Linked DNA regions of Mus musculus: all the other regions are linked to region 1. The links are chromatin contacts, called in public Hi-C maps. All regions are on one chromosome and are shown on one strand. Each heading gives the region's core, a stretch centred on a gene start, on an enhancer-like site or on the middle of the called end of the contact. The rest is flanking DNA. Distances are from core to core; before and after follow the strand shown.

The links. Hi-C and Micro-C count contacts between places; a contact is called where the count stands out from the background.
Region 2: a contact with region 1 is called in a Hi-C map of cerebellum, with 2.0 times the contacts expected there. The contact joins the enhancer-like site here to the promoter of Elmod1 in region 1. A contact is called at or near these places in 16 of 39 promoter capture datasets (the HPC-7 cell line, cranial neural crest, embryonic stem cells and 8 more), 6 of 15 datasets of contacts at CTCF or cohesin (embryonic stem cells, hippocampal excitatory neurons, pro-B cells and 1 more), 145 of 484 Hi-C or Micro-C datasets (8-cell embryo, the AML12 cell line, the AtT-20 cell line and 60 more), 24 of 115 datasets of contacts at active chromatin or transcription factors (PVALB interneurons, VIP interneurons, astrocytes and 14 more) and 3 of 9 other capture datasets (embryonic stem cells, embryonic tail and pancreatic islet).
Region 3: a Hi-C map of cortical neurons shows a contact between it and region 1, with 4 times the contacts expected there. The contact joins the enhancer-like site here to the promoter of Elmod1 in region 1. A contact is called at or near these places in 15 of 39 promoter capture datasets (the HPC-7 cell line, cranial neural crest, embryonic stem cells and 8 more), 6 of 15 datasets of contacts at CTCF or cohesin (embryonic stem cells, hippocampal excitatory neurons, pro-B cells and 1 more), 129 of 484 Hi-C or Micro-C datasets (8-cell embryo, the AML12 cell line, the AtT-20 cell line and 58 more), 21 of 115 datasets of contacts at active chromatin or transcription factors (PVALB interneurons, SST interneurons, VIP interneurons and 12 more) and 3 of 9 other capture datasets (embryonic stem cells, embryonic tail and pancreatic islet).

What each region holds. Positions count from the first base shown.
Region 1 is chr9:53,973,095-53,977,083 of GRCm38.p6, reverse strand. Elmod1 (ELMO/CED-12 domain containing 1) reads left to right here and starts at 1,783. Exons shown (of 11, transcript NM_177769.4): 1 at 1,783-2,059.
Region 2 is chr9:53,882,115-53,886,103 of GRCm38.p6, reverse strand. It overlaps the pseudogene Gm16380. Among named protein-coding and RNA genes, the nearest start is that of Gm39340, 15 kb to the left of the region's middle. Within about 2 kb of position 2,288, at least 11 of the 459 cell types and tissues checked have an H3K27ac peak or open chromatin away from gene starts, as enhancers often do. A contact at or near this core is called in VIP interneurons, cerebellum, embryonic cerebral cortex and 1 more, where this site is marked.
Region 3 is chr9:53,900,947-53,904,935 of GRCm38.p6, reverse strand. No RefSeq gene overlaps it. Among named protein-coding and RNA genes, the nearest start is that of Gm39340, 3.4 kb to the right of the region's middle. Within about 2 kb of position 1,860, at least 9 of the 459 cell types and tissues checked have an H3K27ac peak or open chromatin away from gene starts, as enhancers often do. A contact at or near this core is called in VIP interneurons, cerebral cortex, cortical neurons and 1 more, where this site is marked.

The DNA.
Region 1 (3,989 bases), core at 534-3,033:
GATCTAACCCTGGAGGTGCCCACATTATACAGTGTCAAAGTGGTTAGTCATTAGTCATCATGGACACCCATAATCAAACAAGCTTCAGGAGAGCTGGTTCTTAAGCTCAGACAACAACAGGATCGAGCGAAATACTTACACAATCCAGACAGCAGGAAGGTGCAATGAGTCAAATGATATATTTTGGAGAATAACTATTTCTGTAAATACAGATAATACATGAGAAGAGACTCATGAGATTTGGGAATCTCGGTTGACTTTGGCCATTTAACAAATACTGTTCCTCCAATTAGATAATAGATACAATACAACTGCTCTGTCTCCCACAACACACGCCTCCTACTCATTACTTGGGATGGCAAGTTCTTCCTACAAATAATTTGAGATTAGAACAGTTTTAGCTGATGGAATCAAATGAAAGGGGGAAAAAATCAATGGTTTAACAACAGACTAGCAAGGACCCACACATTTTGGTTAGCCTGAGGCCATTATTAATATTATTATCCATTGTTTCAGAGATAAGTCAAGTCTCGGTAGATTCATTTGATGGGTAACACAAAGTCAAAAACAACTTGACCTTTATTCTTGATAATACTCTCCATTTTAGGTATTTGTTGCCTTTCTCTGGTTTTGTGATTGTTATTGGACTCACTATGTAGACCAAGCTGCCCTCAAATTCAGGAAATCCACCTGCCTCTGCTTCCCAAGTGCTGCCGCCATTCTGGCTTGCCTGTCGTTTTCAACAGATTGTAAATTCTCTGAGGAGAAAAACCTGTCTGTCTTATTTGTTGTTGTTTTCTCAGCACATTGTTCCGTGCCTGCACAAAACAGTTGGCTTGGTTGTTTGACCTTCTTATACAGCAGTAACCAACTCTACTATGTGACAGCAGCGTGTCCAGATGATCTCTGACAGCCAGGCATTAACTTGTATTGCAGCCACGTTTCAGAGAAGGTAACATTGATCACAGAGAGTGAGTAGGTCGTCATGAAGGGGAACGGAAAGGGTAAGGTAAACCAGAAGATCGGAACACCACGAGCAAAATCAAAGCCTTTTGAAGAAGTCAGTTTCCCTGTGTTGTTCGGAAACTCTTATCTATGAAGACGTTCTACATAAAACCGAAAATAGGACTGAGGAAGGGTGTGGGTGTTCGGGAGTTCAGCCATTCCACTGCAAGAAGGCAGTGTTCCCCCCAAATAATTGCAGACCAGGATATCTATAATTTATCCCATTATACTTAAACTTGTAATGAGCTGTTGTTTATGAAACCCTCGATGAAACACAGGCCTGGGCCAGGGAAGACCCACCGGGGCTCTCAGTTACACCTAATTAAAGAACTGGCTCTTTGACAACTTCACCTGACCTGTCCAAGAATCAAGAGAGGAAGGGGATGCCTGGGGGGAGTCAGAACACACAGGAAAGCAAGTGAGGGTTGGGTATCTGAATTGGGAGGAGGTAAAAAAACAAATAAACTAAAAACAAACTTTGCCTTCTGGATAATCCACCTCAGAGGAACTGGAGAACATTCCTTGCCCTAGATTCTTCAGGAATCCCACTGACAGGTCTTCCCAGGTTCACAACCCTGGACTTCTTTAGGGGTGGTCGACTCTGACTCCTGCACAGTTAAACTAGGCCACTGCGGCCAAGTGCGCAGTTTTAACCCTTTCTTCCCACATTCTGGCGCGGGGGCCTGAGCTCACTCCTCCCCGCCGCGCCCGCGCCCCGGGGTTCCGCGACTGAGCATGCTCAGTAGCCGCCAGCGTCTTGCTCCCAGGGAAACCTCTGCACGCCCTCCCCAGCTGCTCTCGGTCGCCTCCTCTCTGCCCGCTGCCCAGGGTGCAACCCGGCTTGCAGGGCTCCACGCGACCCAGATTCCCGCCCCGCCCCCGCCCCTCCCGCGCCCGCAGCCAGTGCGGCAGCCGCGGCCGCCTCTGTCCAGCATCCGCTCGGGGACCAGCCGCGGCGATCACGGTCGCTAGTGCGTAGCAGGAGCGAAGGCGGAGATGGAGACCACACTGTTGCGATCCCAGAGCTGCTGAGCCCACCACTGTCTCTGCTCCGGTGAGTCGCGACCCTAGAGGAGCCAAGGGTGAATGCCCTTGGAAAAAAGAGAGGTGGCAGCTGACCTGTGTGTGTAGGGTACAAAATAAATGGGGACAGTGAGGGGACGTGAATGAAAGTGCGCACTACCTGGGTGCCGGAGCGCCCGAGTCACCCAAGACTAAATCCTCTTTCTCATCGTGAGCCGGGAAATAACAACCCGCGGCGCTGCGGGTCAGCGCTGGAAGCTGTTTGCGTCCCTGGGGCGCAGGTCGCCTAGCGACTGAACGCCACTGCTGGTGCTTAGGGAGGAATCCCAAGCGGGAACAAAGAGCGGCCTGGCTGGGGCAAGTGGAGGGTCCTGGCCCCTAAGGAGCCCTCTGTCCTGCCGGTCAGGCCCCGGGGCGGTGCCAGGCGGCAGAGTGGCAGAGCTGTAAACCAGAGGTCTCTGAGCCTCCACCCTGAGCCAGGTCTGCAGGGCTGGCGAGCGCACCTCCTTCTACTCCAGGAAACTCCACTCTTGGAGCATCTCCTGGGCAGGTGCAATTGAACAGGCGGGCGGAGAGCAGCCGTGAGGAGCTGTTAAAACAGGAACAGTGGAGCGAGGTGTGCTGTTTTTCCTAGTGCCTTTATTTCCAAGTGTGGGCACCAACTGCTCCCCCTCGTCGTGTTTCTGCTCAACCTCTAAGTGGCGAGTCCGGTAACAGACCTTATGAATATTTCAGAAACGACCTCACAGACTCGCTCGCTTCAGATCAAGTTTAATGAATATGTGTGTAAGCCTTTCTGCCCCGCACAAACAGATGGAAGCCCAGGCCACTGCTTGGAGCTCTCCAAATTTCATCTCTTTCTTCCCCACCAACAGAGAAAAAGACGTCGCAAATCCCCGCAAGCCTTAGACTGGTGTCATAAATTGGGGCTGTCATTTGGAGAGACCGATTTTAGGCAGCCACCCAGGCTTTGTTCTGCATCTCAGCAGTGTGTGCATGTTGTGTCGGTCGCTTGACAACCGTCCTTAACTGCTATTGCCAATATGGTGGAAAGCAGGTAGTAGCATGCCTACATTGGAATAAACGTCATAGTTCCTTGTTGTCTTATGACAACACGGAGTAACAACAGTCTTGGTCATTCTCTCCCTAGAAGTTTCATTTGAGATCAATCTGGTTGAAATTTTGCCAAAGGCACACATTTTTGTTTTTCCTCACCCTTAGGAGATATTTCTTCTTACCCTCTCTTATGGGAAAAGATGAGTGCTTTCTCTGTAAGACATTGAGGTTAAAAACAGCAAAATAATGTTTTATTTCAGGGCACTTTTTGGATTGTAGCAGACTTACGCTTTGAACTACGTAACTCGTGTTGCGCCATCACAATTAACCAGTAAACTGACACACTGCCTAGTTGTCAGTATCCTAAGGTGGATTTACAGACAGTCAGCTCCCCCGGCCCAACCCCAGGTGTGTGGGAGACACATAGGTAATCTTGACCCATCTATAAGGAATTCTTTTGTTGGCCAAGAACTCAAGCCTTCTTGTGAAGAATAAGAGAGACAGTAATTCTCTCTTGCAAGTCTGCACACACAAGGAGGAGGCGGAGGGGCTTCAGTTTGCATACTTAGGCTTCATATTTAGGAAAGGTCCTTCCTACAGAGACCTACCGCAGTTACATCACAGGCTCCACCTCCGCCTGCCAGGCTGCTTCTCCCAGTCGGAGGTCAGTGTGTGTTGCTGTGTTCAATTAATGAAGATTTAAAAAAAAAACTGAAATGAAAATTTGCTCCTTTTCTCTATTGTGTCTTGCTGATTCAACTAAAACATATATGAATGCTAGCTTTCCAAGAGATTTTGACACCAGCGTCACATGTCTGTGCTATTGTGCTGAAAAATCATTGATAGGTGGTATTATAAAGGAATTCCATTTCTATAGAATTAACAAAATAAGGGAACTATTATGT
Region 2 (3,989 bases), core at 1,039-3,538, 91 kb after region 1:
TGCTGGCGTGGATGTGGAGAAAGAGGAACACTCCTCCATTGTTGGTGGGATTGCAAGCTTGTACAACCACTCTGGAAATCAGTCTGGTGGTTCCTCAGAAAATTGGACATAGTACTACTGGAGGATCCAGCAATACCTCTCCTAGGCATATACCCAGAAGATGTTCCAACCGGTAAGAAGGACACATGCTCCACTATGTTCATAGCAGCCTTATTTATAATAGCCAGAAGCTGGAAAGAACCCAGATGTTTCTCAACAGAAAAATGGATACAGAAAATGTGGTACATTTACACAATGGAGTACTACTCAGCTATTAAAAAGAATGAATTTATGAAATTCCTAGGCAAATGGATGGACCTGGAGGGCATCATCCTGAGTGAGGTAACCCAATCACAAAAGAACTCACATGATATATACTCACTGATAAGTGGATATTAGCCCAGAAACTTAGAATACCCAAGATACAAGATACAATCTGAAAAACACATGAAACTCAAGAAGAACGAAGACCAAAATGTGGACACTTTGCCCCTTAATAGAATTGGAAACAAAACACCCATGGAAGGAGTTACAGAGACAAAGTTTGGAGCTGTGATGAAAGGATGGACCATCTAGAGACTGCCATACCTGGAGATCCATCCCATAATCAGCCTCCAAACGCTGACACCAGTGCATACACTAGCAAGACTTAGCTGAAAGGACCCTGATATAGCTGTCTCTTGTGAGACTATCCCGGGGCCTAGCAAATACAGAAGTGGATGCTCACGGTCAGCTATTGGATGGATCACAGGGCCCCCAATGAAGGAGCTAGAGAAAATACCCAAGGAGCTAAAGGGGTCTGCAACCCTATAGGTGGAACAACATTATGAACTAACCAGTACCCCCACACACAGAGCTCGTGTCTCTAGCTGCATATGTATCAGAAGATGGCCTAGTCGGCCATCATTGAAAAGAGAGGCCCATCGGTCTTGCAACTTTATATGCCTCAGTACAGGGGAAAGACAGGGCCAAGAAGTGGGAGTGGGGAAAGAAGTGGGAGTGAGGGTATGGGGGGACTTTTGGGATAGCATTGGAAATGTAAATGAAGAAAATACCTAATTAAAAAAAATTTTAAAAAAGATAATGGACCAATTTCTCTGGTAGAGGAAATTTCAAGACAGACAGCATTCAAGCTGTGTGGCATGGTTACTGTTCACTGCACTAACTCGGATTACAAGGAGATGGGGGGAGGGGAGAGGGATGGAAAATGTTCATGTGGGCAAGGGAAGATGAGAAAACAAGTCTAAAGACTTGAGTAAGAAAAAATAGATATATTTTTTTGTTGTTTTTGGTTTTTTTGTTGTTTTTTGTTTGTTTGTTTGTTTGTTTGTTTTTGTTTTTGTTTTTGTTTTTGCTGTGCAAGCCAGGGAGCTGCTTTAAGTAGGCCACAGACAACTGGGAAGCGTGGACTTCTTTCAAAAGGATCCCTGAGTCACCCACCCAGCACCTGTGCCCTCTCAGGGAGAGGGACCGTGATGTCTGCACCCCCACAGATCAAAGCACTCACTCTGCAAGGCCACACAGCACACAGGCCAAAGAACCGCAGCCCTAGCAGGTGTGTATACACACTGCCCACACAGGGCCCGCTCGCTCGCACTGGCTGCAGACCGCCTTCCCATCCACAGATCTCATGCACGATGAACAAGCGATGGGTGCTGTCCTGGGAAGGCCACCTTCTGAGGCCTGAGCTTGGCACCATGTCAGTTGGCCATCAGGTCCAATCAACATCTGTCCCCTCGCAGGTTGAGGGGCTCCCACCACACCAGACTTCAGTGACTCCCGTAGGTGGTTCACAGAACAATCTTCGCTCGATATGTGATCTCTATAGGCCCGAGCCCCTTGGAAAAGGAGCTGCTTGGTTCTTTCGAAGACCTCGCGTGAGTAGCGCTCGGCGAACACACCGTGGCTCAGCTCTTTCAGGCCCACGTGGACTTTGAGTTGGAGCAGGGCTGAGTCTGCAAACCCGCAGCTCCGCTTGGGCATGGTAGCGGGTATCACACACAGCCCTCAGCAGCGCGCAGCGTGCCGCGCGCCGAGCACACGTCACTAGATATACTTTTTAAAAGGATTAGTATCAATAAGGAGAAGCCTTGTGTTCTGCATTGAGACAATGGGAAAGTTGCCCCGTGGGGAAGACCCATTAAAGGCCAGAGTCTGTGAAAATGCAAATTATTTGAAGGAGTCTGAATATAGAATGCAGCCACAGGGATTCTCTCCAAAAAAGTAACCATCTAGGGAAGTGTTCTCCCAAGCAACAACAAAGGCTCACATAGGCCACCAAATCTGTGACAGATGGTGGGTATCACAGGGCCAGACTATATTACAAACTGGCAGCAGACCCTGGCAACAGCATCCACACACACACACTGCTGATTTTGCCTGCATGCAAAATGTATGAGTCAGGGATTCATAGAGTCAATGTTCCAGAAAGCTTCTTAAGCCCAGCAATGTAAGAGTCCTTACAAGAAGGGCCTGAGAGGCCATGGTGTGAAACACTAAAGGTACAGTCTGAATTACCATGGAGACCTCCTGGATGCTGAAGATGTCTTAGTCGGGGTTACCGTTGCTGTGGTGAAACGCCATGACCACAGCAACCTGGGAAGGAAAGGGTTTATTTGGCTTATGCTTCCATATGGCTCACTGTTTATCAGTGAAGGAAGTCAGGACAGGAACCCAAACAGGACAGGAACCTGGAGGCAGGAGCTGATGCAGAGGCCACGGAGGGTCTGCTTACTGGCATACTCCTCATGGCTTGCTCAGCCTGCTTTCTTAGAGAACCCAGGATCACCAGCTCAGAGATGGAACTACTCACAATGGGTTGGACCCTTCCCTATCAATCACTAATTAAGAAAACACCCTACAGGCTTGCCTAGAGCCCAGTATTATAGAGGTATTTTCCCAGTTGGGGTTCCCTCCTCTCTGGTGACACTAGCTTGTAGCAAGTTGAATATAAAACAAGCCAGTAGGGATGTCCGCTGAGACTTGAGATAAGTCATGTGTATGGTAGTATTGTACCAGAAAGCATTTGAGAACCCCAAAAGATCACCAAGGAGCTGATTTTAATAGTCACACTAGGATCTCTTTATTCAAGCTCAAGAGATTAGGCCACACTATCATCTCTAACACAGCAGAATGGAAGGGGCAGCCCTGAGCCTAGTTTCAGACAAGCATTTTTAGAGGCAAGAAAGGGGGTTATCTAGCCTAGTACATATCTAATTGGAGGGCCATTATGGCCTTTAACATAATTGGCTGGTGCTGGGAGCCATACCATAAACTTAACGTCTGATTTCCTCCTGATTGGTGGTTGTTAGGAAGAGAAGTGCTAGGGGCAGAGTTGTAACCTGGAGGTGCAGATTTGTTGGCAGGGAGGAGGTGAAGGTAACCTGGAAACTGGTGCTAGACACTGGCTAGTTAACTCGAGTTCAACCTTAGGTCAAGTTCTCTAAGGTGGAATCTGAACCGACAATATGGTCTCGCATTTCCCCCTTTTCTCTGGTAACTGGAAGGCCCAATCATAGGACTTCCTGAAGCTATTATCATATTTTAGAGGGGCTCAGGGTTGTCATCACTCAGTCCTCGTGGTGTCCCTGGGGCTTGGATAGGGGCTCCAATTATGGGAGACAGGAGAATCCTGAGGCTGAGTTTCCTCCTGCTAGTTGGGGTTTTCAGGTGCAAACAGTTGTGTGGTGGATCCAAGCTGTAATCCTGCCGATCTTTAGAGCAGTGAGTGTGATCAAGATAACATAGGACCCTTTTTTATGAGGCTTTAATGACCCCTAGCCAGAGGGCTACCTGATTCATAAAGAACACAAAATTTAGGCCAAACATGTTTATGAGCCCATTGGACACTTTCAAGATTGTCCAGTAATTGGTGATCCTGCAACTCAGTGATGACCTCTGTCTGTATGAAGTCCCATCTCGTCAAGGGAGTTTCATACCCAGTAGAGAAC
Region 3 (3,989 bases), core at 611-3,110, 72 kb after region 1:
TTCAATTTAAAATACTACCCATTTACAAGAAAGCTATTTAAGTGTTCTTATCAAACTGTAGGTTTGGGTTACATCTACCCTTACTGTAAGTCGCATAGCTAATTTCTTGGCTTTAGGCCCTTTTTGTTCATACTTACATTCCTGGATTTTGTTTGTTTGTTTGTTTGTCTGTTTTGTTTTGAGACAGAGTTTCTCTGTATAGCCCTGGCTGTCCTGGAACTCACTGTGTAGACCAGGCTGGCCTTGAACTCAGAAATCCACCTGCCTCTGCCTCCCAAGTGCTGGTATTAAAGGAGTGTGCCACCGCTGCCCAGCCCATTCCTGGATTTTTTTAAAATATGAAATGAATTAACATGAATGGCTGTAAATATGTGAGAGGCTCTCTCTTCTTAATTATTCCTATTTATCCAAATATGAGTCTTCATGGATGGCCTAAATATTATTTTTCTAAAACACTCCTGGCTTTCTGTGTGTTTATGTTTATTTATTAACACCTTAAAATCATATGACTTGTTCATTTTTAGACCCGGGTCTCTAGAAACTTCTAAGAATATTGTCACATAACACTCAGTTTTCATGAATGATAAGAATATCACATCTAACCTATACTCTCCTCCTGCCACGATGTCATATGTAACTATACGGCAGTCAGGAAACCGGCACTAATACAATCCACTACCTCACCAATATTTCCATCAACCATAGTGTCTGTTGTTCAGTTTTATGCAGTTTTAGCCTAAGGGCAGATTTGTGCCATCATCAACACTGACAATATTTAGAACAATTCTATCACCATAAAGAGTCTCTGTGTTAATAGTGTTGTGTAAAATGTAATTGCTTTTTCATGGCTAGTGTGGATAAAAGTAATTAATTGGGGAGGAGGGGAGGTGTTGTGCCGCCTTATATAACCACACCCACTTTCCACCCTTATCCCCAGTCTCTAAGCCCTGATAGCCATTAATCTGTTCTCTTCATCTACTGTTTGTTCATCTCAGGAGTTAAAAATGGGGTTACACAGAATATTTGAGGGGGTTCTGTGTGTTCATTATTTTAAATCATGAATGTGTGTGTGTGTGTGTGTTATACTTTCCATATTTCCTTCCATGAGCATATATAGTACCCATAATCTGAAGAAAATTATAGTTTCATTTAATAATAAAATAATACTCTCTGAGAGAGCAAGCATAGCCTTGGGAGTCTAAATTTATGCATGTTCTTTGGCAAGGAAGAAACTGTCTTCAACAATCAGGCCCAGGAGTGGGAGCCCAGCCTAAGGATATTCCCAGTAAAAGTCTTGGCAGACAGGTGCCCTGGGTGGGTGCTCACCCGGATCTGCCTCCGTTCAGCCCGATGTTACCTTGAGCTTCTCAGGACCTCGGCTCACAGAGATGGGTTTTGCTTTGTTAGGTTTTGTTATTACTGTTTTTTTTTTTTTTCAGTAATAATTTCAGGCAGTGAAGTGAAAATTCCGGAAAAGCTCATCCTCTGCCAACACCTCATAAAGTGTCAGGATAATGACATCATGAATATGTATGTCTTGTGATTGTCACTGCTTTGTGGAATGACAATTTGAGCTCAAGTGGCTATATTATTCATTTCCCTCTCGCTGCTCAATCCCAAATATTCTGTTTTAGATCAATCTTGAGGACATGAGCAATGCCACAGAAGTGTGGGACAACGATCAGAGCAAAATATCACCAGCCATTCAGAGTGACCAGAGAAAAGGATACGAAGGGAGACAGGATAGTGACGACCTACTGTGTGTTGTGAAAGAGCTGGCGAATGTGAATGTGTCAGCAAGACTGTTGGGAGAGTAATAGTACAGAGCAGTCCAGCTCTATAGAGGCCCAAACTGGACATGTGGGTGTGTAGAAAAAACAGATTCAGAAAAATATGCCTGAGATTAAAAGGGGAGGAAATAGAGCATGGTTGTCTTAGTTACTTTTCCGTCACCATGACAAAACACCATAACCAAGGCAACGTACCCAAAAAAGCATTTAACTTGGGGGTTTACGGTTACAGACAGTGAGAGTCCATGACCATCATGGCGGGAAGCATGGGAGCAGGCAGGCAGGCAGGCATGGCTTTGGAGCAATAGCTAAGAACATACATCTTGATCCACAAGCTGAATGCAGAGAGACAAAGAGAAAAACAAAACAAAACAAAACCAAGAATGGACAAGGCTTTTGCAATCCCAAAACCACCCAGTGACACACCTCCAACAAGGCCACACTTCCTAATCCTTCCCAAACAGTTCCCCAACTGGGGCCTAAACATTCAAATCCATGAGCCTTTGGGGGCCCTTCTCATTCAAATTGCAACAGTGACTACAGGAGGGGAGGAGGGGGAGGGGGAGGGGGAGGGGGAGGGGGAGGGTGTCTATTTGGAAGGGTGAGGGTATTAGGGTATGAGTGGGAGTAAGAACCGTTAAGAGACATTTTTATGGATTGTTTTAGGAAAATTTAATCTGTTTAAATTCTGCATCTTTCCCATCCAGGCTCTGTTCCTCTTCAAATATCCAGGTCTTCTTGAGATCACTTAATAAATTTAAGTCATTTTTTTTCATATGACTCTCCTATTTCTTAGATCAGTACCTATGGATCTGTTTTTGTTATTTTAACTTCTCTTGTTCCTGCTGTAAATGGGCTCTTTTGCCATCTTACTTTCTTATCATTTGTATCAGTTAGGATTCTTTTACTGCAAAGGACAAAAAAAAAAAAAAAACCCAACTTGCATTGGTATTAAAAATAATTGCACATATTTGAGTATTTATTGAAGATGTTGATATAAGTATTTGATATGTTCTAACCTTGAATCCATTTAAATATAAATGATGTATTGTCTCATGTGGCTTAAAAAGTTAGTCATATGTCTGCTTCATATGACATAGGTAAATCTAGTAGCTCAAAGAAGATTCAGTTAGTTCCCATACCTTGGCTCCATAGAAACAAAAGCAGCTTCTACTCTGTATTCTGTAAAATGTGTGGCCAGGCAAGGCAAGGGGGAGCCTGCTTCACACAAAGATTAAAGGGTCATATTAGCCCAATTTGAGACATGCCCATCCCTAAACAATCATCATTACTAGGAGAGCATGATGCTTTTTCTAGCTAAACATCATTCTGAGTAGTTTCCCAACTACACAAAGAGAATTATGCACCACTAACGAAACCAGGTTCCTGTGGGGCAAGTGGAATTGTGTCAACCAAACAAAGACTGGAAAGGTCAAGTGGGTTCAGAAACCCAGTACCTGAGGACCGTAGGAGTTTCACCTACTCCAGACCTAGGCTCCAGTCCTGGAACACATGACCATGACCTCCTAGTGAAGATTGTGACCTCTAGTCATGGAGCACAGACTAGTTCGCCATGCCAATGAGGTATCTAGATGGGCCAGCCCAGAGGGTTTAGCCAATAAGCTTCCCTTCCCATACATTCCTTCCTGCAAAAGGTATTTAGTCTCTGGTCCAATCCAAGTAAGTGCTATGCACCAGTTTTCCACAATGAACAGTGAATAAACAGTATGGACAAGCAAGAACTGTCTCATCAAGAACCACCATGGGGGAAAGCCTTCCTTGTACAGAGCCCAGATGTCTAAGTCTCCTACAGAAGACCCTTCTGTGCTCCCAGACAACTCACTCCCTGAGCTAAGAAGGAGTCCTTCTGCCACCTACTGTGATGGCACTTACCCCATTCCAACTTCATGTGGTTTCCAACAGCAAGTGGACACCTTAGCCTGCATAGTTTCTCACCTGGGTCTGGGACCCCCATCTTATGCTGTGTTGTTCTCCCACACCTGAGTGATGCACTAGCACCTGACACCCAAAGGCAGTACAGGGTGAAGTGTAGTCCAGAGCCTGCCCTTCCTTCTGTCTGCCCAGAGGAGTTTCCACACCCCAGTGGCAGGGCAAAATGTGGACCCACAGGTTCCTTTGCAAGAAGTTGTAGAAGTGGAAAGTAGGGTCAAATGCCAAAACAAAAAAACAAAAACAAAC